Linked DNA regions of Athene noctua: region 2 is linked to region 1. Evidence: chromatin contacts called from public Hi-C data. All regions are on one chromosome and are shown on one strand. The core of a region is the stretch at or near the end of the contact, and the rest is flanking DNA. Distances in the headings are between cores, read along the strand shown.

Region 1 (6,227 bases), core at 1,258-3,757:
TCTCCTTCTTACTAACCCAAAGAGGAAAACCTCCACACCATTAGGAACTGGAGAGAAAAAAAAAAATATTTCAATTCCCCCCCCATATTACCTTCCGGAAGACTAGTTTCCCAGTCACTGGTTTTACTCATCGACCCAAACTGATATTACAAACTAGCTGGTTGGTTTTCTAGATGAAGTAAAATGAAGAAGTTTTATCCCAAAACATGGAAGTTATTTCCCCCACCCCACTAATTTAAATTAACAACCAATGCTAATTTCAAGGATTAAGCAATGCAGGCTGGATTTTTTTCCTCTTCTGTACTCACCTGTCCCTCAGCTGGTGATAAAGCAGAAGCAGAGCTGAGATGGCAATTTATAGGACACTGCCTCTTTTGAAAGCCAATCAAAACCTGCCAGAAAGTAGTTGTCCCACACCTTAAAAAAAAAAAAAAAAAAAAAAAAAAAAAAGCGTGCGCGTGAGAGCAGCAGCAGCCAGGGATATCACTTTGTTCACATTTGCTTGATTTTGAAATGTCTGTAACTTTGTGATAGGCAGAACACTCTGAAGCTACGCAACCAGCTTTAATTAACAGAACCATACAACCTAGAGTCGTCTCTGAAGGACGGGTTTTAAACTAACTGGTTGTAGTGCAAAGGATTAGTGTAAAGTCATGTTCAAATGTAAAGCAAAAAAATCTCCCTTGGATAGCAGGAAATTTCTGAGTTTTGTAAAAAGATTAAAGAATGGGGAGAGGGAAAAGAAGGGAAAAAAAAGACTCATAAAATGGCATTTAACAAGTTAACTGCCAGCTGCTGTTCCTTTGCAAGATTTCCAAAGTGATATATAAGCAGCAAGCACCTGTTGCTCATATAAAAGACAAAAACATGTTTATAGAACCTAGTTGTTTCTTATGTATTAGTTATTAATAGAACATTACGGTGATAAGAAAGATAAGAAACTCATGGGTTTGCTCTGGAAAAATCCCACAACAGTAAGTTTCAAAGAAAATGGGAAAGAGGGAGGAAGGAGAGGTCAGAACCAAACCCCAAATCTCCCACAGCATTTCTGGGGGCTGCCGAGATGCCACGGGATGCTCCTCCACACGACTACCCAAAGTCATCCAAAACTTGCTTCTTCCAAAGAAAAGTCAAGATATTCCCTAGGGCACAGGATCTCACAGACTCCCAACCACTAGTACTTTCAAAACAGCCAACATCCTCGGGCATGTGGGCGACACCAACGCACTAAACTCCAAGCTATCGTTCTCAACTCACGTTTGCCTCCAAAACCACAGAGTTTCTGCTTCAGACCTGAAGAAGGGTTTACGCACTGGCAAGCTCCTCTACTTTTTTCCAACTGTATTAAGAGCTCGAGTGGAAAGTTACTGCCCGCCTCAGGCATCCAGAAGACGAAGCACATGCCACCTTGCCTGTGTCCCACGGGAAAGCCTCACTCCCTGGCACCCAACTGCTGCCAACTGGAAAGTCCATCGGATCACTGCATTTGGGAGCGCTCGAGCTGCAACAACTAGGGGATACTCTCAGCTCACCCAACAATGAAGGCAGCCGGGATGGCTGGACAGACCAAAGCCATCACATGTTCCCTTCTGGAATTTTGGAGAGCCCCAAGCTGGGGTAAGGGGACTCGGTGTCCCTCCCTGTGTCCCCTGACATGGTGGATGTGCCAGGGCAGGGCAGAGGGGTGGCCGGGCTGTCGCTGTTCCCTCCAACTGGCAGCTGTTGGCGAATTTCTGCTAAAATAACCTTGAGACACACACACACGCACGCACAACCGCTGCGGCTCGTTTGTCAGAGGTGACGCACGACGCTGGCCCGGTCGCAAAGCCCGCCAAGAAAAGACGTCAGCCTGAAACGCCGAGGGGACGAGTGGAAATCTGACCTCAGCAACCAAAAAAAGAAAAAAAAAAAGAAAAAAATAAAAAGGAGTCAGATTATAGCCATGCTACCGAACAGCGTGACGCTCCTGGAGCGGATAAGGAAAGATCTACTTTACGCCGGGCCTCTAGAAATGAAGCAAAGAGGCTGGAGCGAATTAGGCCGGAGTGAGTTAGGCGCACGAAGATCTCTAAGCTCAGCCCAGGTCTCTGGTGAGGGAAAGGGCCGAGGAAAGGCTCGAAGCCCAACGCGCCGCTCGCATCCACCCCGCCGCCGCCGCCCCGGGAGGAGCCGCCGAGGCGGCGGGGGGAAGGCGGCTCCCTCCGCCGGCAGGCCCCGGTCCTCCCCCCCGCCACCCCCGGAGATGAGGCGATGGAGGGCGGGAAGCGGCGCCCCCTCAGCCGAGCGGCCGATGGGCGGCAGCGTCCGAACCCATCCCCCGCCTCATTCATTCGGCCACGGGCCGGGGAGCGGAGCCGGGCGGGGCGGCCCCGCAGCCCCCGGCGGCCCCCCGCAGCCCCCCGCGGCCCGGCCCCGCGCTCACCCGCGGCCCCCGCCGAGCTCCCGCCGCTGCCCGCCGCCGGCTCCCGGTGCCGCTCGCCCGGCGCCGCGCCCACAGAGGCTGCGGGGGGGCGGGGCTGGGGCCAGGCCGTCACCGCCCGCCTGGGAGGAGATTGACGGGGCAGGGAGGAAGGGGGGGGGGGCGGTGTGACGCCATAGCCACGCAGCCGTGACGTCAGAGTCACGCAAACGTGACGCCGTGCCCCCGGCGGCGCGTCTGTGGGGTGAGGGGAGCGGCCCTCCCGCAGGCCGGGGGGAGCAATGGACGGGGCCTCCTTGGGCGCGGTGGCACCGGGGGGGCAGCGGGGCAGCGCAGATCCTGGAGGTGCCCCGAGACGTGAGGTCAGCGGCCAGCGGGGCGACGTCACGGCGCTGGCTGAGGCCACGACTGCGGAGAGAAACTGGGGACGTGCGGCGGTGCCGGGGTCTGAGGCCAGGGGAGCCGTTGGTGGCCCCTTTGCAAATGCCACCGAAAATAGTATTTAGACTCTCAGGATCGTTTAGGTTGGAAAAGACCCTCAAGATCATCAAGTCCAACTGTAAACATTGCCGAGGCCACCACTAAACCCTGTCCCTAAGCGCCACGTCTACACGTCTGTTAAACCCCTCCAGGGATGGGGAATCAACCCTGGGCAGCCTGTTCCAACCCTCAACAACCCTTTGGGGGAAGAATTTTTTCCCAATATCCAATCTAAACCTCCCCTGGCGCAACTTGAGGCCGTTTCCTCTCATCCTATCGCTTGTTACTTGCGAGAAGAGACCAACACCTCCCTCTCTGCACCCTCCTTTCAGGTAGCTGTAGAGGGCAATAAGATCTCCCCTGAGCCTCCTTTTCTCCAGACTAAACCCCCCCAGTTCCCTCAGTTGCTCCTCACAAGACTTGTGCTCCAGACCCTGCACCAGCTCCGTTGCTCTTCTTTGGACACGCCAGCACCTCAATGTCATTTCTAAGAGCAAAGCATCCTCCGTTGGGCTGCGAGGTAAGAACGGCGCAAAGCCTGTGTGGCTGCGGGAAGGGCAGGACTAATTCAAGATAACGGTGAAGCAACTTCTCTTGGGGATTGGGCAGCCTGTTGCTCAACTCCTTGAGCAGGATGAGTGCTGCTGTTGATGATCCCACGGGGCGAGAGGAAGGACCAGCAACCTGCATATTTTGCCAAAGAAAACCTTTCAATTCAACAGCTGTTGAGGAGGGTGTAGCAAATGGACATGTTCTGCAGGGTTTGTGTACTTAGGAATAAGAGTCTTCGATGATCAGCGTGCAGATGGAAAATTCTTCTACCTCCAAGCAGGAATTCATACAGATGTTCAAGAGTAAGTTCATTTATTAGAGTTAAAATGCCAGAAAGGCTTTTGAGTATTAAAAAAAAAAAATAAAAAATCAGGAGCTCCATCATGAAGAAGTTAGAAGGGGAATGTCCTCTAAGAACATGGTAACTATCCTTTGTGATAATTAATGGCAGAACACTGATGGCAAGACTTCAGAAATAAATAAAGGATTAGACATTTGCCTTTCTACATGAAGACAGAAAAGCGAAAGCTGGAAGGTGTTTTATCTCCCCCCTTCCCCACTATAACAGTTTAAGACATGTTTATGGGCAGAAATTAGGCAAGATGGAAACACTAATCCCCAAATGATGGGAAGACTAATCCCCGAAATGCCGTGAAATACAACAACCTTCCAAAAAGATAGGTGATGTTTCAAAAAGATATGTTTAAAGGTGACATTGTGGCAGTGTGGTCCCCCCATTCTCCCAGCCTGTCCTGTATTTCCCACTGGTGGTGATTGTAATGGATATGTCTGGTCATGATGGCCTCATGCGACTCCAAATGGATTTGGGGGAGACAGATAACAACACAATAGCCAACGGTTTATTTGAACAATCTGCCCACCTAACCACAGTGCTGGTCAGTGTCTGACTCAACCCAAACTTGGAAGAAACTAACACCTGTAGTCGGTAAGTAAATATGACTGTAAGTCAATGATCTTACTCCATAAATAGTGGAGAGCCCAGGGCCTGTTGAGCTCTCCTGCACGGCAGCAGGCTACATGCCAGGATTTCCCCTTGAGTAGGGACACCTCTCAAGGTTACTGCTCGAGGTTGAGAGAGTCCTTGCCACAATGGAGTCTCGCTAAGTGATTAACAGCATGCTCAACTTTGAAATCCTAAGTGATATAAATGATTGTGCACATATAATCCTTTAGACGTAAACCATTGGCCAAGTGTGGGACTGGGAGTGGATCCAGCTGCGCCTAGACTCCTTTCTGGGAAGTTTAGAAAGTAAGGGGGTCCATTCTGTACCTGGTGACTCAACGCAAGGGTCTCTCTGACCCTGTCCTCTACGCAGTAAATATTAAGTGAACCTTGCCATCGAATCTTGATAAACCATCGTTGCGTTTACTGTCAAACTTTGTTAAATCTGTTTTATATCAATAAACATATAGCTACTTCTCTCTTACAAAAGAAATGTGTCACTCCATCCATGACAAAAATCCAAGTCAAAGGAGGAGGTTGGTTTGCCTTCGGGAGCACCTTCAAACACAGAAAAGTAAGTACTGCTAAGTGTTTGAGGGTAAACATGACTCAAGCTCTAATCATTTTTAAAAGCAGATAAGCTCAACACCACACAAAAATGACTCCATTGTATGAATAAAAATCAAGTGGGTACAGCCAACAGGAAGGACCCATACAAATGTAATTACTGCATTTAGCTTCCTTATGCCTCAGTGTTCGGCTTATAATAAATGGCCTTGAAAAACAGCATTTTTATAACGAGTAGTCAGTTTGAAAAGCTCTGTGAGGTCCCCATCTGCTCCTTGCTGTGGTGAGGCAGGTACTGCTCACCGCTCAGTGAACTGAACTAAGAACATAAAAGCAACCACAGCAAATCAAACAGAGATCATCCTAGTCCAGCTTTTTTTGTCTCTAACAGCAGCTCTTTCCCCACAACACTCTCACAGACCTCCGTGATCTACAGCTGAAGGACTTTCTGCACCAGAGGTGGTATCTTCACATTCCATGTATCTACAGTCACTCGAGAATAATGTTTTCCTCCTCCGCAAACTCACCGGTATGCTTTTCAAACTCAGGTAAGATTGGTGCCTCTTTCCTATATAATTTAGTGCCCTCTAATTATATGTAGCTAAGGTGTTGCATAACAATCCCCGACCTGCCTGCCAAGGGGTGAAATTCATAAGGAGGAGGGAACATCTCTGCGGCAAGCTAATCTTATCTCAAAGCCTTTGTTCTTCAAGATTGCTTGGGGAGTTAATGTTGTTTATGGTTGTGAAAGATAGAAGTGTTTGGAATGAGAGGGGAAAAAAAATAACGTTGTTTGCTAGAAGTATAGCTCAGCAGAAGAAATGAGAAGGGTCTGGAGCTGTCGAAGCTCTTTGTACAAACGTTGCAATGAGACTTGTGAGGATTGGCTCAAGGAAAGGAGGATTCAGTCACCTTCTATTTGAAAGTGAGCATTGCTGACTGCATCCCCTGTTTAAGACTTGCTGTGGTCCGTCGGATCAGTGATCCATCAAACACAGTGTCCTGTTTGCCAGCAGCTTGTCTCCTTTGTCCTTCAGAGGATATCCTACTGATTCACACGGTCACAATATTCCCCTGCAAAGGGGAACAACACACGAGCTTCTCCTGACAGCAGCACCTTTTGCTGTCAAAAGTCACCTACTCCCTCAGCCAGAAACAGCAGGAGAACCTTGATTGAGGAGGGAGATTCCCATATCGAGCCCTGCTTCCTAGGCTGAAAAACCCTAGCACACCAGGACGCTGCTA
Region 2 (6,227 bases), core at 2,456-4,955, 200 kb before region 1:
TGCCAAACTTTGTCTGAAAAGCCCAAATTCGGCATTTTGAACTCAGACCAGGGAAAGTTTTTCAAATAGGCCCATGTGATTTACGTACCCATCCTTCCCACTTTGTACCACAGGGCTGCGTTGGCATGTTTTAAGCCAGGCCAAAATTCCTCTTCTTAGAAGAAATTAGTAGAAATAAAGATCTTATTGCTTTTTCCATTTTCTGTCACCTTTGTATACAGTTTCACTAAACTTCTTTCCCCAGTGCATTGCTTTACAGCGGGGAAAAATGCCATGCCGAATTGCACAGACTGCATGTCTGTGCCTGCATATCCAACTACACCTGAATAGACTTGATCTTCATTATTAAAAAATGATAATAATTAATATTCTAATGATCTCAGGCATGCTCTGCAATTAACTCTATCCAAAGGTGACGGTTCTCCAGGAACATAAATCACTGGAGGGAAATGAGAGCGCTGCAAACATCACTTGATTTAATACAGCCTTGTGGAGGATTTTACTTCCACCCTGGGATTCCTCATTGTGCAGGGAATAAAAATATCTTTAGTCTTAAGGAAAGGCAAAGGAAGGAGTTTGGGCTTCGCCGTGACAGGGACTGCTTGGACGCTGAGCCAAGCTCAGATGCGTTATTAAAGCGGGTCTGTGATGGGTGCAATCCACGATGGTGTTTCCCTCCCACTAAATCTTTCAGTACCTTCAGTTTTTTAGCCCATCAGAACTTTTCACCCTTTCTCATCGAAAAAAAACCACCTTGAAATGACCATCTAACCTTGACATGCTTCACACAACCCCCTCGATACCCACAGCTTGGGCAAAGCATCGCCCTGGTGTCGAGAGGGACCCGGCTGGGAGCAGCCCGACAGCGGCCACGTTCCCACTCGGGAGAAGAGGGAAAAGGGCAGGTCTGGACCTTAATCTACTTACCGGGGGAGCTGCCTTCTGAAAAATCCATTTTATTCCTGGATTTAATATTCCTGGATTTCAGTTTCAGGTGGTTTCTTGTTTCTTTTTTTTTTTTTTTTTTTTTTAGCCAAAACCAACCACTTTTTATATAAAACCCAAGTGCTTTTTTCACACTCAAGGCAGAGACATAATTAAACCCACACTAAAATCAATCCCATGGTTTCTCCTGCAGTGCCCTCGGCAATGCCCTCGGCGATATTGTGAATCCCTCACCCGAATCAGGACCTGGTGATGGAAAAGGGTCCCATCTCCTTCCTCCTTCCTTAGCTACCACTAATGTTTTCTGGACTGGCTCAATGCATCCCATCTTCCCGGTGTTATTTAAAAGCCCGGATAAAAACCACTTTTTGCCACCAAAAGGCAGGCTGCGAGACCTGCAATGCAAACGGCTACTCAAGGCAGGGCTTGAAACCCCCAAATCACTACACTCAATCTCTGGCACCTCAAAAGCTGCCGGGTATTTCTGCAACTGCAATTCATCATTTGCATTATTTTGGTTTTAAGCTATTTTTATTACTAAGAGGCCTTTTGAGACTACAGCAAAAAGGTGATTTTTTTTTTTTTTCCCCCCCCAAGGAAGAGATGGCATGGTAGTCAAATACAAATGTGCATATGTCCTTGTTGTTAATACTCAATTATTTTTTGATTATCCACATCATCCTGCTTTTTTCCTATTCTTCCTATCTTCTCATGGCTTCCCAAAAACATTGCCTGGTTGGCCAAAACCATCCTTAAAGATGATCTGTTCCCCATTTTAAGCAATTTCATAATGCCCGAAGAAAAGCAAAACGCATTGGCAAGGCCAAGCCTGCACTGACGCCCAACTTCCCTTTCTTTAACATCTTAAAATCATGTTAAAGATAAAGCAAATTTTGCTAGACATGATGGAAAAATTGCCCTCCGAAATTCAGGTTAAAGAACGCAATCTTAAAATGTATCTGCAGACAAATTTGAGTCATTTTCTTTGTTAACCCTGACCCCGAAGCCAACAGAAATACCTTCATGGAGAGAAGGCGGGGAGGAAAACAGGAGTTATGAAACCACGATGCAAAGATGTACCCCGCATTTCTCTCTACCTTTCTCCCTCTTCTGACATACAAAATATAAAAGCAATATTTTAAGCCATTTAGTCCTATTTCTGGTTGTAGGACCCAGGGGCGTTTAATGAAATGAAAGGCTCGGGGATCGGGATCAGCACAAGAGATAAGGGGTAAAATTTTGGGGGGCAAGGAGACACCGCAATACGGGGTTGGTTTGTTCAGCTGTGCCTGTGAGTCCCCCCAAAAGTCCGATGAGAAATGTGGATGCATTTTTTTTTCTCTTTCTTCAACATCTCTCCCCCCTCAGCACCAAATTTCCCCTCGCTTTCCCTTTTTCTAGCCTAACCAACCCTTCTAAAAATTAAAAAAACCTCATAACATAAAATAGCCCAAAGTGAAGGTCTGGGATTCACAGGCCAAACATTGATTTCCTCATTTTCCAAATAAATTGTCCCCATTTTACACCTAAAGCAAGCCGGGGAAGGGGCTGCCTGCACACCCACGGAGCATCGTGTCCTGCACACCGTGCTCACCCCCGTCGCAGCCCCTAAATCCCCTCGGAGCTATTTGTGGAGCCAGCGAACCCTTTCCCAAGAGCTCGACACATCATTTCTTACTGCTTCAGGCCTATCCTAAATTACGCTTAGTTTTTAGCAACTGTGGTCCGTGAGGATATTTTAAAATGGTGGGTTTGCAGACAAAGTGTATGCGCAAGGCGGGAGGGGGGGGGGGCGGACAACCCCAGCACCGTGGGGACCCCCATGTTTCGCAGCGGCTCTGGCAGCAGCGTCCCAAATACGCTGAATTTCTCCGTCCTGCCCTTCGCGCCTCCTCGCCCTACTCGAATAGGGGTGAGGGCACAAAAATTTGGGGGTGTGCGGTGAAACCCTCCCTCCCCTATCCCAGCGGTGGCTGCGCTCACCTATGTTGGCGTGTCGGGCGGCCGCGGGCGTCCCTCGGCTCTGCAGGTTGTGCAGCATGGGGCTGTCGAAGGGCGAGGAAGTCCAGGTCGTGGCCATTTCGGGGCTCATATAAGCCGGGTAGGGGCTGGAATAGGAGCTGCCAAACCCCCTGCTGTACTGCTCCCTCCCGTTAGCAGAAAGGTTCAAGGAGCTGCCGTAAGCCGCCGCGGCTTCCCGGGAAGAGGTGGCAGGGATGGGGGTGCTGGTGGAGAAGGAGAACCGAGGTGACACGGAAGGGTGAGAAGATCCGGGGTTGTAAGCGGCGCTTTCGGCTCCGGGTTGAGTCCAGATGGAGTGGCTGGAGACGGGGCTGCCTTGCTGGGAAGAGCCGCTGCTCTGGAGGTACGGCAGGCTGGGGAGCATGGAGGTGACCCTCGTGGTGGGCACATAGACGGGGGACGCTGCGGCCGCGCTGTGCATGAAGCCACCTGCCCCCTCGTACGCCGGAGGGCCTGGGTTAGCTGCCATGGCTAAACTCTGGTACATCTCGTGACGGGCCTCCCCAAACCCCAGCCGGGTCCCCGGCCACAATCCAGAGCGACGGGGAGCGGGTGAAAAACCCCAGGCTCCACTTTCCCCTACGGTGAGCGGTGGCCGGAGCGGTCTCGCGTGGGTGCAGCCTTCCAGCCAAAACCAAACCACCACCAGAGATGCAATTTTTCTCCACCACCCCCCTCCCCACCCTTCCCCACCACCCACCTTCCCCCACCTTCAGCAGGTCCGGCCACCGCTTCGACACCCCAAGGAAGAAGTCCAGGTCCCTCCGGAGGAGAGATTTAGCTCCCGCCTGGATTTAGCTTCTCCCACCGGGCTCCATCCATCACCTCCCGCCCCCCCCCCCCCCCCCCCCCCCCCCCTCCACGATGGGGCTGGGCTGCTTAAAACCCTCGGTCAGTCTCCTCCCCGCCTTTCTTCTTCCCCCCCCCCCCCCCGCCCCGTCCAACAACACCTCCGGGGGAGGCAGGGGGAGATGCGGCCGGGGATGCAGGAGATAAGGAGGTTAGAGCAGTCCCGGGGGGGGGGGGGGAGATGAAAAGAGGGGGGTACACAGCCTGGAAGGTGAGAGACAGAGATGCTTTCTCCTAGGGCCTGGAGCAAAAAAACCTTTGTCCCGCAGGTACGATCGGTGCTTTAAGTTGTTAATGGCCCCCGAGGCCGGCGTTTGATGTGGGGCTGGCAGCCGGGGGGGGTGGGGGGGGTGGGAAGGTGGGGAGAATTAAATTAGGCAGGCGGTGGGGAAAGAAGAGGAGGAGGAGGAAGGCTGGCTCGATCCTCCCAACCCGCGCCCACCCCACACGTGTCCGCACCACGTAAAGGCCACGCGTGGAGGGGGGGGTGCTTAAAAGGGGAGGGGGGGGGCATTAACCGCTGCACCCCCCATTAATGCTGTAGGCCCACTTGCCAGTGATGGCATGTGGGGAGCAGACCCCTACCAGCACCCACAAAACGCCCCCTCCCGGGTGTTTTTAATACACACACCCCCCCCTCCCCGCTTTTCCATCGTGGGGAGCTGGGAGCACACTGGGGTGACCCACTGGGGACTGGGGGTGCCGTGGGTCCGGGTGGGGAGGCATTTCCCAGAGCTGTAGGGCTGGGTGGGTGCGATGGGTGCTTTGGTTTCTGGTTTGGGCTCATTTGAGTTGGGGGGGAAGTTGGGGCGGGGGGGGGTGGTTTTTTTTCACGTGGTGCAGGCCGCGGGATGCCTTGCATGTGGCTTGGAATGCCGACACCCCAAAAACCACTTCTGGAGGGCGGTCAGGGTGAAATCCCCTTCCCAAGGAGGATCTGGGAAGGAGATGGAATTACCCGAGACTCCGTTTTCTCTGCAGATTGTGCAGGGATCCTAGAAAACCATCTCACACCCGGAAAAGGGCTGGATTGGGGGGGCGGGGGGGGGGGAATTATGGTCAGAGAAATAACTCTTGGGACTGATTTAGATTTAACTAGCAGATTCCCCAGGCTGAACCTCTCCGCTGGGCTGAATTTAGCAGCAGCAGAGATAACCAGGAGATAAGGGCTGATACCGGGAGGACAGCGGGAGACCGGCAGGCGAACGAGGAAAGGGGGAGAAGCTGGAGGCAGCGTTGGGAAGGGGTAAGGATGGAAGCGAGACGGGAAGAAGGGGGTTTAGGGGAGCTTTGCTTCCCCCCGAAACCCAAGGGATGGAGGAGAGGTTGGTTCGTGTGCGTGTAACCGGCCTAGGATGGAATGTTTCCACAGGACTCTCCAAAGAGGAGCCGGAATCGCAGGAGGGGAGAAAGAAGTGAATTCCCCTCCTGCCTGTAGTAATAGTAATGATGACAATAAAAAAAAAAAATGAACCAAAAAAAGCAAAATCAATTTTGAAGCTTAAGGAGACAATAGGAGGAAGCTTTCAGGGGAGACCTGTGGGAAGGGACTCTCTGGGGTCCCAGCGTGACAGCGAGAAAGAGGAGCGAGGGGACAGAGAAGCGCTACCCACCTTCGGTGCTGGGGGGGCAAGGGGTGGAGGGGGGGCAAGGCCGTGGGGCAGGACACCCCCTCGCTTCGGGGAAGGCAGAGGGCTATGAGATGCCTGGCTCCTGCCTGCTCCTGATTCGGGGGGTGTTAGGGGCAGTGGGGTTCTGTCTCTCCCCCCACCTTGGCTCCCCAGTGTGTCCAGACTCCCCAGTCCCACTCGCTGACTGGTTTACCCACGTCACGTGTAAATGGGCGGTGATGGTAGGAAAGGAGGAGGAGGGGGGGGGGGGGTAAGCAGAGGGGGTGGCTGGTATCTGTTGCACCATCAGCCGGGCGCCAGGTTTCATTGCTGTGAAAAAAAAAAAAAAAAGGAATAAAATAATAAAATCAAACCACCAGCCCGGGCATGGCCACACGGCCGGCCCCTGTGCTGCAGGCAAAGTCCAGCCGGGCAGCCTTGCTCCGCACCTCCCCACGCACCCGGAGGACACCCATGCCCAGCTCACAGAAATAATAAAGGATATTTCCGGGGGGGGCAGAACACGACACCCCCCGAGCCCTTTGGAGGCACCCCCCGTCCTTAGGGATATTGCCCAGGTGGGATTTCTCCAAGCTCCTGCCCCCCAATCCTTCATGCTCCAAGCAGAGTGGTCACAGCCTCCCCTCCACCCCAACCTGTTTGGGGGTGTCCCCCCCCCACACCAAACTGGACACCCATCTCTTTTTCCCCCCCCCGCCACCTCCCCGTGTGCTGCAGAGGCCGCCGGGTCTCAAGGTTAATGGTGCAGCCCAGAGCCGGCTGCACCCCGCTGCAATGTGG

Evidence for each region. A called contact is a pair of places that touch in the nucleus more often than the background predicts.
Region 2: a contact with region 1 is called in a Hi-C map of liver, with 2.4 times the contacts expected there. The contact joins the promoter of GATA4 here to the promoter of LOC141955877 in region 1. A contact is called at or near these places in 2 of 2 Hi-C or Micro-C datasets (heart and liver).

Annotation. Positions count from the first base shown.
Region 1 is chr1:4,952,965-4,959,191 of bAthNoc1.hap1.1, reverse strand. LOC141955877 (L-threonine 3-dehydrogenase, mitochondrial) reads right to left here and starts at 2,507. Exons shown (of 10, transcript XM_074895471.1): 1 at 2,423-2,507; 2 at 309-417.
Region 2 is chr1:5,150,353-5,156,579 of bAthNoc1.hap1.1, reverse strand. It overlaps GATA4 (GATA binding protein 4), which reads right to left and starts at 3,705. Exons shown (of 7, transcript XM_074895475.1): 1 at 2,929-3,705. The coding sequence starts at 3,454. LOC141955879 (a long non-coding RNA gene) reads left to right here and starts at 3,171. Exons shown (of 3, transcript XR_012632791.1): 1 at 3,171-3,310; 2 at 4,906-5,062.